2 separate regions of the Danio rerio genome follow, and region 1 is linked to region 2. The links are chromatin contacts, called in public Hi-C maps. All regions are on one chromosome and are shown on one strand. Each heading gives the region's core, a stretch centred on a gene start, on an enhancer-like site or on the middle of the called end of the contact. The rest is flanking DNA. Distances are from core to core; before and after follow the strand shown.

Region 1 (4,884 bases), core at 1,705-4,204, 260 kb before region 2:
AGTTGATTAAACATAAAACAATTAAGTTGTCCCCCCAAAAAAACTTCAAGAATTATGTTGATTCCACTCATTTTAAATAAGTAGTACGTTTTGTAGAGTAAGTCTGAAAGTCCTTTAAATTGTCCTGTCGTGCTCTTGCTCGGCGGTCGAAAGTGTTTTGGGTGAGTTTGTGTGTGGGATGACTGACGTGGTATTTCTGGCTAATGATAACCTCTCGTTCACAGCGACGGAGGGAAAGACAGAGCCAGCGTGCGTCAGTCTGTGACTGTGCCAGCGCACGTCTGACAGACTTGCAGACGCTGTCAGCTCGTGTGCGTGAGGGAGAAAACCAGTGTGCAGCATTGACATCCATGTTGAGAAGAAAACAAAAGTAGCAGCACTACTAAAAGGAGACCTATGGTGCCTACAAGACGTGTCTCAGGGGGTCTCGAGAATGTGTCTACCGTACACTGTAAAAATATCTGTTAACAAACAGTTTTCGTATTTTTGTGATTCACATGTGTTTTCCGTTTATTAATGGTTGTGATTTGCATTATGGGAGCTTGATCTCTGCTCTATCCACTTTTGATGTCGAAAATTCAACTTTACAGTTTAAGAAAGTGACTTTTTTTGACATTTGAGTAGCTTGAAATTATATAATGTATAAAAATAATGTAGAGAGGAATATAAGTCTGTAATATAACAGAAAATGTACTTGCAGTTTATTACAAAGTCCTTGTAGAGTAATATACAACACCAACCTAGATGATATATATCACTTTAAACTATTAAAAAAGCAAAAACTTGAATCACAAAATACAGAAGCTGCTAATTTACAGGTGTTTTTTAAAGTTTAATTCAGCTTAAATAAAAAAAAAAAACTGATTAATCTTTCAAAAACTGTATAACTTCATTGTTTCTAATCAAGATGTCTCAAACTCTTAAAGTTGAAGGACACATCACCTTCTTATTTTGATAAATGGCTTAAAAAGGTGTGTTTGAACGCATTTAAAGAGACAGGTCACCCAAAACAGAAAGAGTTAAGATTTTTTGTTCTGTTAAACACACAAACACACACACACATAGATATAACACACACATATATAAAAGATATTTTGAAGAAAACTAGAAAACTGTAAGCATTGACTACCATAGTAGAAAAAACAAATACTTTGGAAGTCAATGGTTACAGGTTTCCAGCTTTCTTCCAATTAACTCTCCTGATATTGAGCATTTAAAAATATTAATTTTTTATTTAATATAATTCTGCATTTTATTTTGTTGCCTTGATTTCTTTTTTCCTTATTTCTTTTAATTCCTCATTTTACTTTATTTTATTTTACTTTATTTTATTTACATTTTTTTATTTTATTTTACTTTACTTTATTTACATTTTACTTGATTTTATTTTACTTTATTTTATTTACATTTATTTTACTTTATTTTACTTTGTTTTATTTTATTTTATTTACATTTATTTTTTTTTTCTTTTGTATTTTATGCGACACAGTGGCTCTGTGGTTAGCACTGTCGCCTCACAGCAAGAAGGTCGCTGGTTCAAATCCCGGCTGGGTCAGCTGGCATATCTATGCAGAGTTTGCATGTTCTCCCCGTGTTGGCGTGGGTTTCCTCCGGGTGCTCCAGTTTCTCCCACAGTCCAAACACATGCGCTATAGGGGAATTGAATAAGTTAAATTGGCCATATTGTATATTGTATGGATATTTCCCAGTTCTGGGTTGCAGCTGGAAGGGCATCCCCCGTGTAAAAAAATTGCTAGATAAGTTGGTGGTTCATTCCGCTGTCGCAACCTCTGATGAATAAAGGAGCTAACCCAAAAGAAAATTAATAACTTATTAATTTAATTTAATTTAATTTAATTTAATTTAATTTAATTTAATTTAATTTAATTTAATTTAATTTAATTTAATTTAATTTAATTTAATTCCCCTATGAGATCTTAGAGTTTGCCAAGGGAGGGACGTGTTTATCAGGGAGTTATTAGTAATAACATTGAATGATAATTTGATTTAATGTCTAGAATATTTAACAAGGACATTAGTGATATAGTTCCAAAAAATAGTAATAAAATAATTATTCAAAACATTTATTATTCATTCATTCGGTTCTTTTCGGCTTAGTCCCTTTATTAATCTGGGCCGCCACAGTGGAATGAACTGCCAACTTATCCAGCATATGTTTTACACAGCGGATCACAAAACATCTTTATGGCTCATCATTTCATCATGAAAAATTATCATGCATTTTAAAACTTTGTCAGTTTAAACTCTTTATCCACTCAAAAACTGACTTGCTTGTTCAAACTACTTATTTAAAATGAGTTGAAAAAACTAATCTTTTGTGTTTTTTGGGACAACTTAACTCTTTTATGTCCAATCTACTTAAATTTTTCAAAAAACAAAAGTAAACCTAATCAATTTATACTGGGACAACACAAAGTACTTGTGCGGAACCCAACATTTTTACAGTATATCTGAAATGTATGCACAGAAAACTGGTGTTAGCATACATAAAAACACACACACACGCACACACACACGTTATATATTCATAATTGTTTTATAGTGCAGATGTCAGGCTGGCCCATTTCAAAAATACTAGCAGCTTGTAGTTTAGCACCCCTAGCGCTGGCTGATGTTGGATCTCCTAAGCATTTATGTGTTTTCAAGACGTGTGTGTATGTCCAGACACGTGTGTGTGTGCTTATGTGCGTGTTTTGTGCATGGAATGCAGCGTTTCTCAGGGGCTCGGCTGCAGAGAGCCCTTCATCAGCATACAGCACGGCCAGCCTGCAATCAATTAAGAATGGAATGCATCAGCACACACACACACACACACACACACACACACACACACACACACACACACACACACACACTCTCTCTCTCTCTCCATCAGCAATCTGCAGCTCTCCCAAACCATCTATACATGACACACACACAATCACACACGCACACACCAAACTGAGTCACCAGGGAGGAAGGCCATGAAAAGCTACTATTACTACACTCACAGGCTGTACTATCAGCTGACTCAAGTTTCTTTGTATTTTCTCCACTCAGTCGCCTGCAGACGCAGACACAAAACGCTTGGCCGACACATTCAGTGTGCGCCCGATAAACTGAAGTGTCATATTTCTTTTGCAGGTTAAAACACGTAAAACTTTGTGAATTCAAAATGTACAGTGTTCGCTCTGCTAGTGCGCATTGCGATTTTTTTTACACTCATGGCCACTTTATTAGGTACACCTGGCCAACTGCTCTTTAATGCAAATTTTCTAATCAGCCGCAATTACATGGCAGCAGCTCAATACATTTAGGCATGTAGACATGGTCAAGACGATCTGCTGAAGTTCAAACCGAGTATCAGAATGGGGAAGAAAGTTGATTCAAGTGACTTTGAACCTGGCATGGTTGTTGGTGTCAGACGGGCTGGTCTGAGTATTTCAGAAACTGCTGATCTACTGGGATTTCACGCGCAACCATCTCTAGGGTTAACAGAGAATGATCAAAAAAAAAAAAAAAAGAAAATATCCAGTGGGCGCAAATGCCTTGTTGATGCCAGAGGTCAGAGGAGAATGGCCAGTCTGGCAACAGAAACTCAAATAACCACTCGTTACAACATGCTATAATTCGCACAGGCTCACAAAAACTGGACAATTGAAGTTTGGAAAAGCGTTGCCTGATCTGGTGAGTCTCGATTTCTGCCGCGACATTCGGATGTTTGGGTCAGAATTTGGCCTCAACAACATTAAAATATGGATCCATCCTGCTTTGTATCAACAGTTCAGGCTGCTGGTGGTGGTGTAATGGTTTGGGAGATATTTTCCTAGCACACTTTGGGCCCATTAGTACTAATTGAGCATGGTCAACGCCACAGCCAACCTGAGTATTGTTGCTGACCATGTCCATCCCGTTATGACCATCTTCCTGATGGCTACATCCAGCAGGATAATGCACCATGTTATAAAGCACCAATCATCTCAGACTGGTTTCTTGAACATGACATTGATTTCCCTGTACTCAAATGGCCTCCACAGTCACCAGATCTCAACCCAATAGAGCACCTTTGGGATGTGGTGGAACGGGAGATTTGAATCATGGATGTGCAGCCGACAAATCTGCAGCAACTGCGTGATGCTATCATGTGGAGCAAAATCTCTGAGGAATATTTCCAGTACCTTGTTGAATCTCTGCCACGAAGGATTAAGGCAGTTCTGAAGGCGAAAGGGGGTCCAACTCGATACTACTAAGGTGTACCTAATAAAGTGGCCATTGAGTGTATTTATACTTAGTAATGCATATGTTTCAAAAGAAAACAGAAAAACAAAACAACATTTTAGTGGTGCCCTGAAAAAAAATTGTTCGAGTAATGTTTCCTTGCGAGACCATCTAGTGCACTCGAATGAATATTTTAAAGTGGCATCATCAGAACACAGCTGAGCGATATGCTCGGCAGTTTGATTGACAGCTGCTGCCAGAGGCGGGTGAGATTTGAGACTGACTTGTTTCTCAGTCTTTCAGACTGTACTGTGGACGATCCCCTCCCCCGACGGCACAGCTGCCTAATTGACAAGACTGGCTGTATGATGATATAAACACATTATCCTCTAATCTTCCGTCTCCCTGTAGACGTTCGGCACATATGCGATCAGCCTCCCAAAAACCAGACGCGAGAATCGCTCTGTAATTTACAGAAGGAGAAGAACAATCTAGAGTCTTCCTCCCCAGACGGCCATGATGAAATGTGATCCGAGCAGACGATTACAGAGACCACTGGAATCACTTTCAGCGTCTGAGAGGATGACCTGAAGAAATCATAACAATGATCAAATAAAATCTGTCACGTTGAGCTGCGGGTGTAATCTCAGAGGTTCAAAACACCTC
Region 2 (5,176 bases), core at 2,076-4,575:
GTGCTATCTGGGGCTGCTTATTGATCATGAATGTATTGTTTTCACTTCTGCGCCATGGAAACACCACAATTCATTCGGCAACTGTTTGATATGTGAATATAATTCAGTAAAAATAATGCTAGAGCCGTATGAGCACTTTCAAGAGCTTTCATTTGAGCTATAACTTGTACATGTGTCATAAGAAAAATATGAAAACGAACCAATGTAAAATACCCAGCTCAGGGATCCAAAATACTGTGTATTTAAGTGCAAATAACTTTTGTACAGTAGAATAAAAACCAAAGTGATGCATATGTGCATAAAATATAGATTCTACACTTTAAAACGAAACCACGTAAAGGGGTCTGGTGCAATGCTAGCCCTTTAAATCTTAAAGCGAAAGTCGATGACGTCACAAACCCAGTACCGGGTTCGCAGAGTTTATTGGTTCAGGAGGCTAATAATATTGACCTTAAAATGATTTTAAAAAAAATTAAAACTGCTTTTATTTTAGCCAAAATAAAGCAAATAAGACTTTCTCCAGAAGATAAAATATTATAGGAAATACTGTGAAAAACGCTTTGCTCTGCTAAATATCATTTGATAATATTTTCAAAGAAAAAAAAGAATCAGGGCGAATAATTTTTACTTCAGCTGTGTATTATTAATCTACAAAATCACCCCAATCAATCTAAAATGACGAATTCTTTCCAAAGAAGGCCATCTGGTGAAATTGTATTCACATCGCAATATTTATCGCAGAAATACAAAATCACAATGCCCTACCGCCAAACGTTTTCACCCATTATAAAAGCCTGTAAATACGCTGGCAAATCATAAACACAGCAGGCATGTTCGGCTCTGACGGTTAATCATCCACCTGTCTCTCCTCTCTCATCGCGGGGGGCTCTTCAAAAACCCCTTCCTCATCAAGATCCTCGCACTCTCTGGTTACCTTAAGCACACCTGGGATCCACTCAGTCAAAATCCAAAATCAGGGTGAATGGGGCCACATGCCCGCCAAACAGGTGCGGCAGGGCGATAGTGTGTTTGTCATCCGGAATTGGCTTGTGTTTGGATGCCTCGGGACACAAACGGCTCCGGTGATGGATATAATGGCGCGAGAACGATAGCCTCCCCTGCAGAGATCTAATAAATAACGCAGGAATCAAATGGAGATAAGGTTTTGCCGCTCCCGCGAGGTTAAGAGCTGCTAAATGAGGTTAGCGAAAGAGTATCGCCTCCGATAAGGGTTAAGCCCACTTCAGTGAATCTGCCGTTAAATCACATCGGACTGGAGTATCGTTTATTAAACCACGAAAGGAAAGAAGGGTCCATCTCTGTAGGAATGTGTGAACTATATTTACTGTAGCTGTTCCTGCAGGCTTCAACAAGGCTTGTGTTTAGTATTCAAAAATAAGAGTTGGAGAAATTTGTTACGATTCGTAAATTAGCTTAAAATATAGTTTCTACTGTCTCTTTAAACAAAATGGTTTATTCCACACTAATTAAATCCGAATCCCATCCTTTTTCAGAAATCTGAATCCTGGAACACTGTTAAATAATACTGTTGTTATTATAATATCCGCTTGTTAATTCGGCACGTATAAAATTACCACTTGGAATTGAAAAAATGGTCGTTCATGACCACTTTTAGTCTTATCACACATTAAAGTGAATTTCTGATGAGTTCATGATGTACGCAACAGTCTGCATCACAGAGACCAATATTTTACAGTTCATAAAAAATAATCACTTTCTGTCCATCTGATATTAGGCTAAAGTCCCTTTAAGGCAGGTAATGTCACTCGGTGACTATCTTTAAAATGCCTCTCAGCCAGTCTGATCGGTCATTCTGTTTGAATAGGGAAGCATCAAACTCTCAAAAATTGCTTGCCAAGCTTACGATAGAATTTAATAGTAGGAATCGCCAAATAAAATGTAACAACTTCTGTCTCTATAGTTTCATTGCTAAACGTTCGTGCCACTGCTAAACTTTCGTGTCACATAAACTGCAGAACCTCATGCCTGGTCTGAGAATCATTAGCCTATAGCAATCAACGATTGGCTCCTGTCCTAGGAGGCGGAGCCTTACTTGCCATATTGACCATTACGCTGACCTATATATATATATATATTTACTTATTTATCTATTTTTCATACTAATAACATTTTCAGTGTGATTATTGCGCTGACAAAAACTGTGATTAAACATAAATTTACAATAAATAATTTTAGAAAAACAAAATACAAGCAATCAATGCAACTGCTTGCCTATATAAAAATCTGACACGACATTTATGACATACAAATACACATATAAAATATTTTTTTATATATGCAACATATATGTCCAAATATTGCAAAAAAGTTATTTTGGTGGTATATATAGTTTTATTTCAATCATATATATATATATTAATGAGAATTTTCTGGATATATAAATATATATATGAATAAGAGTTTTCTGGATATATATATATATATATATATATATATATATATATATATATATATATATATATATATATATATATATATATATATATATATATATATATATATGAATGAATTAATTTTCTGGATATATATATATATATATATATATATATATATATATATATATATATATATATATATGAATTCTAAAGGTTGCAAAAACTATAACTTTGCTGCAAATACATCCATAAGTAAAATCCAAAATGAACTTGTAGGTCATATAAATATAATTGGCATACATTAGATTTCTATGTGGTCTTGTCATATCATGCTAGCATTGACAGACTTCAGACAACTTTTGTTTTTTGTTTAAAAAAACAAACAAATCTGAACATTCCCAAATCATGAGATAAATAATCCAAACATCTATTTGGTTCAAAAAAATCGAGCGACATAGTTCAAACGACTGCCTCATTTCTCAGAAAGCGCTTATAAAAATGGAACGAAACAAAGCTGCCTAAAAATAAAACCCATTTCAAGAGTGTCAAGCATGAGCTCTTTGCTCTGTGCTCCTTTCATAGAGAATGCCCCAGAAAAAAAGCTGAAAAACTTCACCCAGGTTCTTGCCTTTCAACAACTTTCATCATCTCCAAATTATTCACGCTTAAATGATTAAAAGAGTGTGTGTAAGAGAGAATTAGCACTCGCGGGGTTGGGCCCGCCGGCCTCCGTAGACCTGAATCAGCCGTCCTGACACTAAGAATAAGCACCCTGTACATCTGTCCTCGGTAATAGATAACCGCCGGGCCGCGGCCGCTCACCGACTCATTCTGAGTGAGTAATGGATGGCACATTTAATCTGCTGAGGTAGTGATACCGCGAGAGCAAGCAAGAGCGCCATAATCCTTGTAATCCGCGGTAAACAAAGTCTTCCCCTCCATGAGCTTTATCGGCACGCTCCGACAGTGGCACTGGGAAAATATAAAGTGCTTTTGAACATATTAGTGTAATCCAATCCAGAGCAGAGGCGCCCAAGAGGTCTCTGGCAAACTCGGAGCGTGTTTATTGATCTCTGCGGCAAGCCAAATATGGGATTCATCTTCAGGGACTACACAAGAGGCCTAGTTTTGTAAGTAAAAGAGTATTAGCATGAGTTAGCAATTAGCATTACATGTGCAGATAAACATCTTCAAGCCATGCAGGACACACAACAATAATAGGAGATCCGACAGAAGCAGGATCATGAGGAAAGATTAAAGGTGGGATGGGAAGTTTTATGAGTGTGGATTTAAACAAGTAAGGAATCAATCTGCAACCTATTTTTAACAAGGTATCGAGAGCGACAAACCTAGCATTTAAAGATGGCATTGAGATAGAAAAGATGTCCAAATACCTCAAGTGCTATGCTAAATTGCTAAATGCTACATTTTAGCATGCTCTACAGACATGAATTATTCATCTGGTTTCTTGACTAAAATCATACTGAGGTAAATATAACATTTAAATAGATAAACATCATGAATGTTGTTGAAAAATATATCATACTTTTTGGTTTGGGTTTGTTAAAGGGATAGTTCACCCAAATATGTAAATTTCCCCACTTTCTACTCTACCTCAAGTAGTTCCAAACCTCTATGAGCATAGTTCTTCTATGAAATAAGAAGGAATATACTTGGAAGAAAGCTTCAGTATAGTAAATGGTTACAGGTTTTCAGCATTCTACAAAACATCTTATTTTGTCCTTTATAATCACAATGGCTGCAGTTATTTGATTAAAAAACTGTAATGTTATTTAATGTTATTTAATAATAAAATAATTTTAAAAAACTGTTTTCTGTGTGAATTTATTTTAAAAATATTCAAATATTTAAAATTTTCAGCTTTATTACTCCTTTTTGAAGTGTCACAAGAACTTCCACAAAATCATTCTGATTGGCTTATGTGATGCTGAACATAGCATTTGATCAACGCAAAAGAGTTAAGTTCAAAAAACAACATCTATTTGAGAAATAAGAGATATAAATCATGTATATCTTTATAAAAAAAATAATGTTTAAAAAATAATAACTGCTTTTATTCTAGCTGAAATAAAGCAACTTAGACATACTGTGAAATTATCAGACATACTGTGAAAATTTAATTGCTCTGTTAAACATAATTTGGGAAATATAAAAAAAAAATTCAAAGGGGGCTAATAATTCTGACTCCAACTATATATATATATATATATATATATATATATATATATATATATATATATATATATATATATATATATATATATATATATATATATATATATGTATGTATGTATATATGTATATTTATATAGTTGGAGTATATATATAATATATAATTGTATATATATATATATAGTTGAGGTCAGACTTATAAGCCCCCCTGTTTATCTTTCCCCCAATGTCTGTTTAACAGAGAGAATATTGTTTCAACACATTTTTAAAAATGATAGATTTAATAACTCATCTCTAATAACTGATTTATTTTATCTTCGTCATGATGACAGTAAATAATATTTGACTAGATATTTTTTTAACATTTCTATACAGCTTAAAGTAACATTTAAAGGCTTAACTAGGTTAACTAGGCAGGTTAGGGTAATCAGGCAAGTTATTGTATAATGATGGTTTGTTCTGTAGACTATCGGAAAAAAAATACCTTAAAGGGGCTAATAATTTTGTCCTTAAAATGATGATTAAAAAATTAAAAACTGCTTTTATTCAAGCCGAAATAAAACAAA

Evidence for each region. A called contact is a pair of places that touch in the nucleus more often than the background predicts.
Region 1: a Hi-C map of an unstated tissue shows a contact between it and region 2, with 2.5 times the contacts expected there. The contact joins two enhancer-like sites. A contact is called at or near these places in 1 of 18 Hi-C or Micro-C datasets (an unstated tissue) and 2 of 4 datasets of contacts at active chromatin or transcription factors (caudal fin and embryo).

What each region holds. Positions count from the first base shown.
Region 1 is chr10:4,467,126-4,472,009 of GRCz12tu, reverse strand. All of the region lies in intron 9 of ttc28 (tetratricopeptide repeat domain 28), which reads right to left. Among named protein-coding and RNA genes, the nearest start is that of pitpnb, 50 kb to the left of the region's middle. Within about 2 kb of position 2,954, at least 21 of the 62 cell types and tissues checked have an H3K27ac peak or open chromatin away from gene starts, as enhancers often do.
Region 2 is chr10:4,212,115-4,217,290 of GRCz12tu, reverse strand. The region is part of intron 2 of ttc28 (tetratricopeptide repeat domain 28); the gene reads right to left. Among named protein-coding and RNA genes, the nearest start is that of ttc28, 200 kb to the right of the region's middle. Within about 2 kb of position 3,325, at least 10 of the 62 cell types and tissues checked have an H3K27ac peak or open chromatin away from gene starts, as enhancers often do.